Linked DNA regions of Canis lupus: region 2 is linked to region 1. A link is a contact called in public Hi-C data. All regions are on one chromosome and are shown on one strand. Each heading gives the region's core, a stretch centred on a gene start, on an enhancer-like site or on the middle of the called end of the contact. The rest is flanking DNA. Distances are from core to core; before and after follow the strand shown. Region 1 holds the start of ACSS2 (acetyl-coenzyme A synthetase, cytoplasmic). Region 2 holds the start of TRPC4AP (short transient receptor potential channel 4-associated protein).

The links. Hi-C and Micro-C count contacts between places; a contact is called where the count stands out from the background.
Region 2: a contact with region 1 is called in a Hi-C map of blood, with 12 times the contacts expected there. The contact joins the promoter of TRPC4AP here to the promoter of ACSS2 in region 1. A contact is called at or near these places in 3 of 9 Hi-C or Micro-C datasets (amygdala and blood).

What each region holds. Positions count from the first base shown.
Region 1 is chr24:24,438,392-24,445,448 of UU_Cfam_GSD_1.0, reverse strand. It overlaps ACSS2 (acetyl-coenzyme A synthetase, cytoplasmic), which reads right to left and starts at 3,384. Exons shown (of 19, transcript XM_038572092.1): 1 at 3,207-3,384. The coding sequence starts at 3,384.
Region 2 is chr24:24,618,950-24,626,006 of UU_Cfam_GSD_1.0, reverse strand. TRPC4AP (short transient receptor potential channel 4-associated protein) reads left to right here and starts at 2,544. Exons shown (of 19, transcript XM_038572091.1): 1 at 2,544-2,912. The coding sequence starts at 2,745. It overlaps LOC119865658 (a long non-coding RNA gene), which reads right to left and starts at 2,610. Exons shown (of 3, transcript XR_005377786.1): 1 at 2,255-2,610.

The DNA of each region.
Region 1 (7,057 bases), core at 2,135-4,634:
TAAAAAAAAAACTGATAAAAACTAGTAATACTACTAGTAGTATCACTGAATACTAAATGGCCACTAAAGAGAGAGAAAATGGGAGGTGGCATTTTAGTGAATACCATTCCTGTACCAGTCATGGAGCTAATCTCATTGAATCTTTTTTTCAAAGAGATTTTATTTTTAAATAATCTCTACATCCAAGGTGTCTCACACTCAAAACCCTGAGATCAAGAGTTGCATGCTCTACTGAGCGAGCCAGTCCAACGCCCCTCATTAAATCTTTTTTTTTAATATTAAAACACTCATAATTGAAGAATTTTTATTTCATGTACTATGAGTTAGCATGAAGGTAGGTATCTTGGATATCTGTCAGTAAGGTAGGTATCTTGGATGACCCATTCAAAGTTTGCCTAATCCAATTTAATTAAGTCTGTATCCCTCACATATAAACAGAAACACTGGCAGCCCATATTAAGGCTGTATTTCCCAATTAGACCACGCTGGTTTGAGCATAGGTGGCAAGAAGAACCCTGGCCAAACCTCCTAAGATGGCTCCAGGAGGGCTGCTGGTGACCCATCTTGCTCTCTCAGATGCAATGAAGCAAAAGGCCTCAATGAATCTTTATATGGCCCTATGAAGTACACATTAATTATCCTACTCTTATGAGAAAACCAAAGAAAACCAAAGCTCAGGAAACATAGGAAACTCTCCCAAGGACCACATAGCTAGAAACCAGTATACACAATCAGGTTGGTTGTTACAACTACATCAAGTACATGTATATACTCAAAAACATTTTTAAGTGATAATAGTAGGCATAGATTAGGTAAAACTATTTATGAACCACATTTATGTGTATCAATAAGAATGAAGAAAACTGAGTATTATGAGCATTTAGTTTTGTTTTGGGGGGTTTTGTTTTGTTTTGGTGGAGGTGTTGAAATCTGGAGGTTTTGCTGACACATATTCTAACTACAGAAGAAGTTCAGAAGATTAAAAGATGAGCATGGACTGAATGATCAGGGAGTTGTGTAGAATTGGTGGAATTTGACTAGGTAGAGAGGAGCAGAAAGAAATAGGCAAAGGCAAGGAGATAGGAAAAAAACCTTTGTGTATCCAGTATATCAATGAGAATGACTTGTCTAGAATAAAAGGTGTGGTAGGGAATAGCAAGAGGTAAGAATAGAGAAGTGAGGTAAAGCTAATTATCCAGACCTTGAAAGAAAGGTAGAATTTTAATCTGAAATTGGAGGAACCATGGAACTTGAAAGTTTTTGAAGTGACATATGAAAGTAGTATTTCCAGAATATCAATATAATAGTTTTTATTTTAGATAACTCTAAAGAGAGATTGAAGGTGGATGAGCCCAGGGGACAGGAGAACCAATTAGGAGGCTGCTTCCTTGAATTAAAAGGTTCTGCGGGAAAGGAAGAAAAGGTAATCAGAGACATTTTGAAAGAGTATTTAACAGAATTTTGTGAAATTCTGTCTGTTCAGACTGTGGGGTCAGGGAAAATGAAGAGTATAGCTATCAGGAGTATAGATTCTGTAGTCCAGACTACCTTAGTTCAAATCCCAGATCCACTGCTATGTAGCTTTGTGACCTTGTGCAAGTTAACCTCCCAATGCTTGTTTTCTTCTTTATATAATGGGGATATCAGTCTCTACATCAAATCAAACAGGATGTGTGCTGAGTATGCAGTAAATAATCTTAAATGAGATATGTAGATAGAAAAGAATCTATCTATGGTTGATAGATCTTTTTAGAGGAGAAGATGATGAAAGAGATTTAGTTTGGGATACTGCCATTGACAGGGATTAGAAAATTAAGATGAAAGCAGATTTGGGAGAGAAAATTGGTAAATCCCAGTCACAGTCATGTTAAATATGGTCTAACATCAAGGTGTGTGAATAAAATGGTCTACAGACCTATGAAATTTGGGATCAACGCATAAGTGGGATCCTGGGCACAGGGGTAAATATATAGAAGTTATTATTATAGAAATAGACATAAAACAAATGAACTCATGATGGGGAAAAAATATAGAGAAGGAAGAGAAGTGAAAACAGGTCTGAGGATTCAAACTTGGACACTGCCTGTAACAGTCAACCACTCCACGCTTGATTCAATCCTGTCTTGCATTACTCAGTAATTGTTTTGTCCACGTTGTTCTTATTGTTATCACACTAACCACCATTTATTGAATGCCTACTGTGCATCAGGCACTCAATAACGTAACACTCATCACCTGCTTTAGACCTCAAACAAACCTAGAGGCAAGTATTATCTGCATCTTGCAGACAAGAAAAGGAATCACAGGTTTAAAACTGCTTAAGACCACACAGTGAATGAGCGGTAGACACAGGATCTAAATCTAGATTTTTCTGGGTTTGATTCATTGCCCACGCTCATCCCACTATCAAACACAGTGCTGCCTCCCAACTCCTTGACCCCTTACCCGGACTGAGGGCAAGAGCAAAGAATTTTCCTCACACATTCTTAAAGACAGAGGCCTATCTCAAAATTTCTGAGTTATGAAAATCCCAGCCTAACTTCTTTTTTTTAAACGTGGCATTTTAGTGACTTGTTCAGTCTTACGTTGCGTAATTTTCACTGGGATTTATGAAACATGAAAAGCAGATCTGGGACTCCGTTACTAATTTAGGGGACCCCAGGATGGGAACCAGACCGGCTACTGACCCTCAACAGTTGAGACTAAGTCACACGGTAAAAGGTGTGAGGAGGCAACAGTTGAATTGGCGTGCAAGTGAGCAAAGAAAGTTGTGTGGCTCTTCTTCCCTCAAGGCGCCCCTTCACCTCTGAGAACCCATCCTCTCGTGTTTGGAACTCTCCTTTTCTCGTGGAACTTTCGCTCTCCTCAAGGAAGCCCCATCTCCTCACGAAATTTCCAAGTTGCCAAGGAACTCAACTCCTAGAGAACCCTCAGCTCCTCACAGAACCTTCCTCCTCCCCACAGAAGCCCCGAGTCCTCCCGGAACTCCTTTTCTATCTCCTCCAAGAACCTCATCTCTTCACGGAGTTGGGAAATCCCAACTCCGCCAAGGAACCCCTATCTCTTTTTTTTTTTTTTTTTTAAGGAACCCCTATCTCCACACGAAACCCTCGTTCCCCACGCACAGCGCCCATTTCCTCACTCGTCTGGAAACCCCACTTCTCCCCTCACTGACCCTGCCCAGGGCCGTCCGGGCCCCGCCTCACCTCGCGGCTGCTCCACCGAGCGCCGGTGCAGCTCGCGGTAGCGCTGCAGCGACGGGACGTGCGCGGAACGACTGACCTCGGGCGGCGGAGACCAACTCCGCACCCGGTTCCGGGTTCCAGCCTCCTCCCGCTCCCCGCTCCCGCTGCCGCTCCGGCTCCGCTCCTCCGGAAGCCCCATAGCGTCAAGCTCCAAGAGCTGTAAGAGCCTTCACCGTCGCTCCTAGCGCCTGGGCGAGGAAAACAGGCTGGCCGAGGGGCGGGGCCTTATGCGAGAAGGAGAGAGCAGGCGGGCGGGGGCGGGGCGGAGGCAGACCCGGCAGTGGACGGCTTGGAGGGGCGGGGCCACGCCCGATATGGGCGGGACCAGGGCTAGCAAATAGGGAGAAGTCGAATATTGCTTGAGGGCTAGGGGCGGGGCTGACTGCGGAAGGGGTGGAGCCGTAGAGTGAGCAGAAGGGGCGGAGCCGGGAGTGACAAGAGAGGTGGAATTTTGGAGTGACAGAGGAGGGGAAGGGCCAGGCGTGACAGTAGAGGAGGTGGGTCCTCTCGTCATGGAGTGACGGGGAGTGGCGAGGCTGGATGTGACAGGAGAGGAGGGTGGATCATGGAGTGACCGTGGTCGGGTGGGGTCTTGGAGTGACAGATGAGAAGTTGGGTTAGGGCGGGGCTCGAGCCGGAAAGAACTGGGCAACGGAGAGGAGTTGGATCAGGCCCATAATGGAGCCGCCCCGTGATCTGATTGCACAAGCCTGTCACCCCACCGAGTTGGAAAGCCGGGTGGAGTAGGGTCCTTTGTGGGTGACAGCCTTCCCCTCTGAGAACTATTCCCCAATTCTGAGTAAACCCTTCCCCTCTGTCCCCAGGAAAAACTCCTCCCACATTGCTGAGGGCACGGCCTGGGGACAGGATGCCCTCTCTGCTAACCTTGGGACCAGCTCAGATTTTCTCCCACCCCAGCCCAGATTTTTTTTTACTTCTTCATTCTCCCTGCCTCCGCAAATTTCCATCCAGAGGTAAATTACAAGACAAGTGAAGACTAGGAGGCCCTTCAGGTCGTTGCTAATGAACCCACCTCCTCATTGCACAAATGGTAAACTCAGGGAAAGGAAAAAACTTTTGCAACAGAGCAAACAACAACCAGGTTAGGGCCAAACCTAGGTTTCCTGACTCCCCTTATCAGGCTGAAGGTAATACTTGTAAAATATTAAAGTCTATGCAAAACAGAAAAAATTGCTCACACCCTTCTTTCCTTCCCAATCTCTTTACTTCAAGAAACCTCTCCCACCTGGCACAACTGGGTTCAATTACTTCTGGCTTCCCTCCATCCTTTCTACTCCAGAAAAGTGAGGCCAGGCAGCACCCTCCATCTTCCACTTACACTCACCACCAAGAAGGGCCCACCTCACCCATCAGTTGACAAAATAAGCTATCAAAACAGGAAAGCTCCTTAGATATCTAACTCCAAGAGTAATTCTGAGGGTCAAAGAAGGCAGACCTCACCTCCTGAAGCCTACACAGGGCTTGTTATCCCATCTGGCCCAGGCTTTCTTCCCACCTACTCCCTTGTTCTTTGCCCAGCTGACCACAAGTCTAACACAACCTAAACTGAGAAAAAAAACTCCCCATGGTCAGACCTACTATCTAGAACCTATCCAATTCTGAAAGGAAAGTCTCAGGGCTCCTACTCATAGAGTAGACATGGACCCCACTGAGGAGACAGATATTTCATCAAGAAGGCATTAACTGCACTGAAGGGGGACACACTTTACTGAAGGGACTCCTTTAAGGGAACACAGATCTTGCTGAGGGATGTCAGATCTCACTGAAGGGCTGTGTACCCTGCTAATAGGGCCTAAATGGCATTGAAAATCTCTGATTCTACTGAGGGGACATGGACTTCCTCTTAGGAGATACAGAAGATATAGACTTAACTAAAGAGACATAGACCCCACTAGAAGACTCAAATCCCACCAAGGGGCTTCTCACTACGCTGAGGAAATGGACACCACTGAGGGAGCACTGACCTCACTTAGTGGAGAGAGGCGCTACAGGGTGAGGTCAGAGTTTACTGAAGCATAACAAGCCCTACAGACCTTCTGAGGAGAACCTCTCTGTAGGGAGAAAGGCACAGGCAATGGACACACAGTCCTACTATATAGACAGTCATTCTCCTTCCTTCCTTCCTCAGCCCTGAGCTCTGGTCAGCCCTCTCCTCTCTTCCCTCCCCAAACCCTTCTCCTAAATCCTAAAGCTGTTCTCAATACACTGCTGCCTCCTGCTGTCTACAGATGGCACTGCAACTGCTGGGCCTATTGTAGAATTTCACAGTTCCGCAGTTATTACCTGTGAGCCTAGATCCTGGGGATGGGGAAGGAGAGGATGTGTGCCCAGGAGCTTGGCCAGCCCCTTCCCTCTGCCTGTGGACTATGCAGCAATAGAAATTCGGGCAAGAGGCCTCACAAGAGAGGGAGCCCCGCCATCCTTAGAGATGGAGTAGTCATGTAAAGTATAATGTAGCTGGAATTCCTCAGGGTGGGAAGAGAATGGACTGGGTTGGACGAGATGAGAACTCATGAGATTAAGGAAATAATAATAACAATAATCATAATTATGGCATTTATTGAGTAGATGCCACATCTTATACTAAGCACTGTCTAACATGTTATTTAATCTTTGCAACTATCTGAGATAAATACTATTATTTTCTCCATTTTACAGATGAGGAAACTGATACTCCAGGAGATTAAATCTCTTGCCTAATACCTTTTTTTAAAGGATTTTATTTATTTATTCATGAGAGACACAGAGAGAGGGGCAGAGGCATAGGCGGAGGAAGATGCAGTCTCCATGCAGGGAGCCTGATGTGGGACTCCATCCCAGGACCCTGGGATCACGCCCTGAATCAAAGGCAGATGCTCGACCACTGAGCCACCCAGGGGCCCCAATATTATATCTTTTTGTTCACCATTGTATCCCCAGTCCTAGCATAGAGCCTGGCACATAATAAGTGCTTAATATAGCTTTATTGACTGATCAAGTAGTCAAAGATGTTATTGCTACCTTTATTGTTTAATCTTAGCTAATTAAGATATTTTCCTTTCTAGTCTATTGGATTCATATGTTGAGATTGCTAAATTATGTCTTTGGTAAAAAACTAAGGCTAGCAACTTTGATAGATAGCTCCTAGAATGCCCCTCTGGTACAGTGAATGATCTTAGAGTTCAAAGAGAGAAATAACCACTGAATAAATCACTAAGCCCTGTTGGGGCCACATAATCATTTTTGAAGTAGCTTCCACTTTTAACTGATTTGAATTTTTGATAAGCAATTTTATTTGGAATTTTAAAGTTAATTTATCTATGAGTTTCTTGTAGAAAACTGATCTAAATGCATAGTGTTGTCAAATTTATTTTTCTGCATTCTGTTCATATATGTATGCATTTTCTACTTGGTTGAAATAATCTTGGTATAAAATAAAAAAGGTTCTAAATCCATTTAATAAAAAATAAATAAAAATAAATCTCTTGCCTAATATCACAGTTTGTAAGTGGTAGCACAGGGAATAGAACGCAGACACCTAGACTACAGAGATACATTTCTCTCCCATTTATCACCCTCCCATACACACACACACACACTCCACCCCACTCCTGCCATACCACAACCACCATTATTTCTCTCTCCAAGTGTCCCTCCCTGGCCACACCAAACCTCTTAAAATGACGGTAAATATCCAGATTCCAGAGACCCCATCTCAGCCTATAAATCATGATCTCTAGAGAGAAATCTGGGGGTCTGCTTTTATTTATTTTTTTGGGGGGGGGTCTGCTTTTAAAGATCCTAACGCACAC
Region 2 (7,057 bases), core at 1,295-3,794, 180 kb before region 1:
GTGATCATGATATCAAATAATATTAGAAGAGATGCCTAAAGGAGTAATTACTGAGTCAAAAAGTTTGAATTTCTTTTTTTTTTAAAGATTTTATTTATTCCTGAAAGACAAACAGAGAGAAAAGCATAGATATAAGCAGAGGGAGAAGCAGGCCCTCTGGGGAGCCTGATGTGGGACTCTATCCCAGGACCCCGGGGATCATGACCTGAACCAAAGGCAGATGCTCAACCATGGAGCCACCGAGGTGCCCCCAAAAGATTGGACTTCCTTTAACTTAATTCACATTCCTAAAAATTGTTTTCCAGAAAGATATAGCAATTTATGTTCTGACCATTAACATTCTACTATTAGTAAAATTGAGGATGGGCATCTTTTTGCACATTTACTAGTCATTGACTTTTCTTCTGTGAATTGCCTGTTCATTTCTATTTTTCTATTGGGTTGTTAATTCATTGACCCAATAAACAAATATTTGATCACCTGTTGTGTTAAGTACTATTCTAGGTGCTGGAGATGAATATGACCATAAACAAAACAGACCAAAAATATACTCTAGTCAGAAGTAGGAGTGCAAAAAATAAACAACTGTATGTCAGGTGGAGATGGTACAAGCAAATAAAGCAGGTAATAAGATTAAGAGTGTAAGAAATGCTATTTTATATGGGTGGTCAGGGAAGGTCTCCCCTTGAACAGAAGCCTGGAGTACATGAGGAAGCAAGCTATTCAGAGCTTCCTGGGAATGAAAACTTATGGCAGAGGGCACAGTATGTTCTTTGTAAATTCTGGATATTAACTCTTTCCAAGAATATCTCTTGCCTCTCATGGTTGTTTATAGTGTCCTGTATGGAAGTTTTAATATTATTGAGCTCAAACTTGTCAAACTTTTCATATTCATGATTTCTGGGTTTTCTGATTAAGAAGAACTTTTCTACCCCCAAATAATAAAAGTATTTTCACAGATTCACTTCTATTATTTTTATGCTTTGATTTTTTAACAGCTTTGTTGAGGTATAATTCATGTATCACAACATTCACCCATTTTGAGTTCACAATCCAATGATTTTTAGTAAATTTAGAGTTGAATAATCATCACCACTATAGTTTTAGAACTGTACTTTCATTTCACTTTATATATAGCTTTTATCTATTTATTTGAGAGAGAGAGAGAGAGAATGAGAGTGTGCACACACACATGCACATGTGTGGGGAGAGGGGTAGAGGGAGAGAATCTTCAAGCCGATTTCTTGCTGAGTTCTGAACTGACTTCAGGCTCAATCTCACCATCCTGAGATCATGACCTGAGCCAAAATCATCAGTCAGGTGCTTAACCAAGTGAGCCACCCAGGTGCCCTCGTTATATATAGCTTTTAATATGTCTGAGATTCATTTTAGAATGTGGTGTGAAGCGAAAGACCTAAGCTTTTCTTTTTTTCCCTATTGATTTGAAATATCCTCTTTACCACATGCTCAACTTCCATGTATCCATGGACCAGTTTCTGGTCTTCCTGTTCCAGTGGTCAAAAAGAGACAGGGTTTTATTTGGTCCGTGGAGTTTTCAAAATTTGGGAACTTCACATAAAAACCCAGATATTTGGCTTTTCTGGAAAAACCAGAAGCTCCAGCAACTATCTGCTGGAAGCCAGTAGAGACCAATCATTTTAGATGGACATTGTTGCTTGCCCCTTTCCTTTCCTGGGAGGGGTCTTGTAACATAAACAGCAGGCATGTATGGGGCAAACTGGGATAATGGTCACCATGCCTGCTGTCCCAGCATAATTATTAATTGTGTCTCTTTTCTTTTAAAAGTGTTATGGTTTGGGTGATAAATAAGACACAATCTCCACCATTCCTCATTGCATTACACCGAGGCATTCTTTCATTAATGGTACAAGACCCCTTTTAGGAAAGGAAAAGGGGAGGCAACAATACAATTCTGACACAGAGGCTTGCCAAAAGAATGATTACATGGGCTCAGAGTAGAGAGAACATATTGTCTGGTGGGGAGAAATTAGGACAAGTTTCCTCTAACGAAGGATAAGAGGTCATAATTTACCGATCCCTTTCCATTATTTCACTTAACTTCACAACCTACCCACTTACACAACTTCGTCAATTTATTTCTGCATGGATTTTGTTGTCTTCTGCTGTAGCCTGCATTCCAAAACAGGGACCTAGTTAGTCTGTTTTGCTCACCACTGTATTCACAGTGACCGGTTCTGGCCGAGCACAGAGCAGGCCCCTAGGAACTACTTACCGGCTGAACACGTTCCCAGGAGCTATTGATCGAAGGAACTAAAAGAAAATTAAGGGGCAGAGAGCCGAGGTCCCTCTGCACCGAGTCAGAGGCCGAGAGAGGCAGGCAGGAATCAGGCTAGGCAGCTTGATTCCTGGACTGGAGCCCAGGATTTTTCCTAGCCAATTGGCTGTAACCTCCCCAAACAGGCAAGAAATGGGAGAATGCGCACGCAGAACTTGTCTTTGACCTCGGGGCACCTCGCTGAAATGCTGGACCGAGCGGCTCCAAAAGCAAGTGCTCAGAAAACTCCACATCTGTCTTTCTCACCTGCCCCGCCAGCGAGCAAGACTACATTTCCCAGAAGGCCCCGCGGCGCGCACGGCCCCTGCCACGCGGCTTGCGCCTCCGCCGTCGGCCCACTGGGGGCGCTGCGGCGACCCCTCCGCCGTCCCGTAGAAATCTCCGCGGCCCCGGGGCCGCTTGCTTCCTGTTTGTCGGACGAGGAGACATGGCGGCGGCGCCGGCGGCTGCTGGGTCTGGGGCCGGCCGAGGGCGACGGGCAGCGGCAACGGTAGCGGCTTGGGGCGGATGGGGCGGCCGGCCGCGGCCTGGCAACATCCTGCTGCAGCTGCGGCAAGGCCAGCTGACCGGCCGGGGCCTGGTCCGGGCGGTGCAGGTACGAAGCCGGCCCGGAGGGGCGGGGCGGGGCGGACCGGGCGGGAGCTGGCGGGGGGCCGGAGAAGAGGCCTTTCCAGGCCGCCGCAGTATGGGCCCGACCCCTCTTGGCTGGCCGCGGGGCCTTCCTGCAGGCTGTCCGGATGCTGTCAGCCGCCGCGGGGCGGTGGGCAGCAGCCGGCTGGAGGGCCCGGTTAGGGGCCGTGCGGCACTGGGCTGCATCGGGCATCGATGGCGTGTACCAGCCCGGGGCCGGGCTCCTGGATCCTCCCAACCCTGCGCCACGTCTACACATCTGGGAGACCCTGGACGAGTTTGCTTTAGCTTCTAAGGGCCTCGAGTTTCTCCCCCGTGAATTGGGCGGTGGGTCATTATTGCAGCCCCCGAACGGTTCTCAAGCCTATCATAAATGTCATTCTCTCAGAGAGGCCTTTGCTTGACACTACCCCCCACCCCGGTTCCAAAATAGGTCCCCATTGTTATTCAGTCACAGCCCTGAATTCATTTCGCTCACATTACTTTCTTAGTCTGTAATTACATATTTCTTTGTTGTCTACCCTTTTTCTCGCCTGTATCCCATGTTCGTCTGAGCTCCAAGGGGTGCAGGGACTGTATCTGTTTTGCCGACGTCGAACGTCATGGTTAAGAGCGAGGACTTTGGAGTCAGGCCTGGATTCAGAGCCTTGCTTGAACAAGTTACCTTTTGGTGCCTCGGTTTTCTCATTTGTAAAATGGAGCTGATAATTAGTAACCTGCCTCCTAAGGTGCAGTGAGGATCAATGGAGAATTTGTGTAAAGCGTTAAGTGCATTTTTGTTGCTTAGTAAGACTTGAAGGATAATCAGTTAATGCTGTACTTGGTATCTGGCTTATAATAGGGGCCCAATATATGATTAGTACTTTTTGAATGAATGAAGGACACTGCTTTAGGGTAAGGCAGGATGAAGAGACCTAGGGTCTTCGCTACCCCCCACCCCCTTCATTCCCAGAACTTAGGTTGCAAACACACCTGTAAAAAAATTAATTTAAAGACAGCTTTTGCATATAAAAACTTTTTGAAGGATACACAAAAAACTAATAAAGTGGTTGGTGGAGTGGGTGGCAATTGAGTAGATGGGGGAGGGATTGGGAGTGAGATTTTTCACACTATACTACTATATAGCCATTTCAATATTACTCCTATCATTAACAGGACAAAATAAAGATAAAAACTAGGTGGTCTCTGTGTTAGTGGGTTACAGATGAAGAACCAGTTCTGGGTGAGCAGTATTTTCCTGAACATCAGATAATCATAGTTGAGCAACTTTTTCCCCCTTGCGTTCTTCTCTATCTGCCTTCACATCCTGGAAAGACTTGCTCTTTAAACCAGAATGCTTTACCTAGCTGGGTTGTAGAGACAGGCAGAAAGGGAGCTAACTCACCTTCACTGAGTACCTACTTCAGATCAAAGATTGTGCAAGTATACAATGTCTTCATTTAATCTTCAGTCTTTTGAATGAGGTGTCAGGACTCCTCTCAACACAGATGAGGCTCAGAAAATTTAGGTGATCTACTAAACACCCATTTTTTTTTTTTTAAGATTTTATTTATTCATGCGAGATGCAGAGAAAGAAGCAGGCTCCTCATAGGGAGCCCAACTCGGGACTCCATCCCCAGACTGGGATCACGCCCTGAGCGGAAGGCAGTCGCTCAACTCCTGAGCCACCAGGTCCTACTCAACACGCATCTTGCAAATCCTTTACATTCTGAGGGCAGTAGGGAGCCACAGAAGTCATTTGCCGTAATAAATGAGGCAATTTAGGACACTTAATTTGTTTGCAGTGCTGGATGACTTGGAATGGGAGAGGATTGGAGAAGCTCACCAGATAGAAGGGTGCTAGAATATTCTTGAGCCTGGTTTAGGCTGATTATTGTGGTAATCAGTAGTTGTATGCAGGTGTGAAAGCTCTTTTAGAGGTAGGATGGAGAGATCTTCCTAAAACTCTCCTGATGATAAAGTGGGGAATTTCATCTTTCAAATGTATCCTTTCTTGGTAACTTTATCTCTTCCTTGCCCCCCACACTCCCTTTCCCCACATTAGAGGTAAATTCTTTCCTCAAAGGCATTTCCATATCACAGTAAGCAGGTCCATTATGGTATATAGTATACTGGGAGAGACCAGATTGGAAAAAAACCTTAAGTTGTGATGAACAAAAAACATGAAGTTTCCCATTTTACCCATTTTTAAAAAGATTTTATTTATTTATTCATGAAAGACAGAGAGAGAGAGAGAGAGAGAGAGAGAGAGAGACAGGTAGAAACAGGCAGAGGTAGAAGCAGGCTCTATGCAGGAAGCCCAGTGCGGGACTCGATTCTGGGATCACACCCTGAGTCAAAGGCAGACACTCAACCGCTGAACCCCCATCTTACCCATTTTTTACTTGTACAATTCAGTAGTGTTAAGCATATTCACATTGTTGTGAATCAGATCTCCAGGATTTTTTCACTTTGTTAGTCTGAAACTCTTCCCATTAAAAAAAACTCCCCTCCCACCCCCTTGGCAACTACTATTCTACTTTTTGTTTCTAGGAATTTGATGACTTTCTGTACTTCATAGAAGTGAAATCAAACAATATTTGTCTTTTTGTGACTAACTTATTCCGATTAGCTTAATGTCCTTTGTCCATATTGTGGCATGTAACAGGATTTCCTTGAAGAAGACCAGACTTTGAAGAAAGCTGGACTTGGATTGAACCCTAGTTCCATTACTTACTAGTTGAGTGACCTAGGTTATGTTATTTAAACTTCCTGAACCTCTGTTTCCTTATTTCTAAAAAGGGAATCTGATGTTCGTAGGGGTGTTCGGAAGAGTAAGTAACATCAGATGTCTAAAAAGCTTGGCCAGCGTGAGGCAGATAGTAGATGTTCAGTAATAGTTGCCGTCAACTTGTAGCTATTAGACTGGGCTTCTTAAGGGATTTTGTGTCTGCAGAGCCTGAAACAGTGTTAGGCCCTTGATATCCAGGACTCAGAAAATTGTTTGAATTGAAATACTGTTTGTGAGAGCTCAGTCTTCCTCCTCCTCAATCCTGTCTCTGCTCCTAAACTCATGGCTTTAAAGAGTTTTTAGAGTCAGATAGCCTAGGTTTGAATTCCAGCTCTGGTACATACTTGCTGTCTGTGTTTGGGCAAGTTACTTAATCTCTTTATGCCTTAGTTTCTTCATTTGTAAAGTAGGGCTAATTATGAGACCTAGTCTGTAAGATTGTAGTAAGGATCAAGTGAGTTTATACATATAAAGCACTTAAAATAGTGTTTTAAAACATAGTAAGCATGCTATAAAGGTTAGCGAATATTGTTTAACAAATACTCTATATCCTAAATGGATCCTAAATCTGATTTCCATCCAGATTTCTCTCGTTAGCTCCAGATGGGTATATTTAAATATCTTCTCAGCACCTCCACTTAAATATCTAGTGGGCATCTCAAACATAGTATGTCAAAATTCCTGATTCCTCTTCCACCAAACCTGATTCTCCCCAAGGCTTCCCCATTTCCCTAAATGGTTCTTAAGTCTGGGAGAAGATTGCAGACCACATGATTTAGAACAGACCTGTGCTGGGTGGATTTTAGTGTGTCTTACTTTTTCTCCCATTTAATTTGTCCTCTGTCAAGGTAATAAAAGTAATGCTGGTGTAATGCTTTAGTACTTATGGATCCTTTGTACATTTATCAGCACATTTGATCCTTTCGGTAAATTAGATCCTACAAATCCCTTGCTTGAGGTGCCTGGGTGGCTCAGTCAGTTAAGCGTCTGCCTTCACCTTAGGTCATGATCCCAGAGTCCTGGGATCTAGCCCCACATTAGGTTCCCTGCTCAGAGGGGAGTCTGCTTCTCCTTCTGCCCCTCCCTCCGGTGGTGTGCATGTGCTCTTTCTCTCTCTCTCTCGAATGAATGAATGAATGAATGAATGAATAAAATCAATCTTAAAACCCCGACAAATGCCTTGCTTAAAGCCTCCAGGGGCATCCCACGCAGTTAGAATCAAATCCATGTTCCTTACAGTGGATGCACCAGACCTGCATAATCAGTAGGAATCGAGGGAAAGGGATACAATAGGCAAGCCTTGGGCTCAACGCAGAGTAACTCACACAGGTCATGACCCA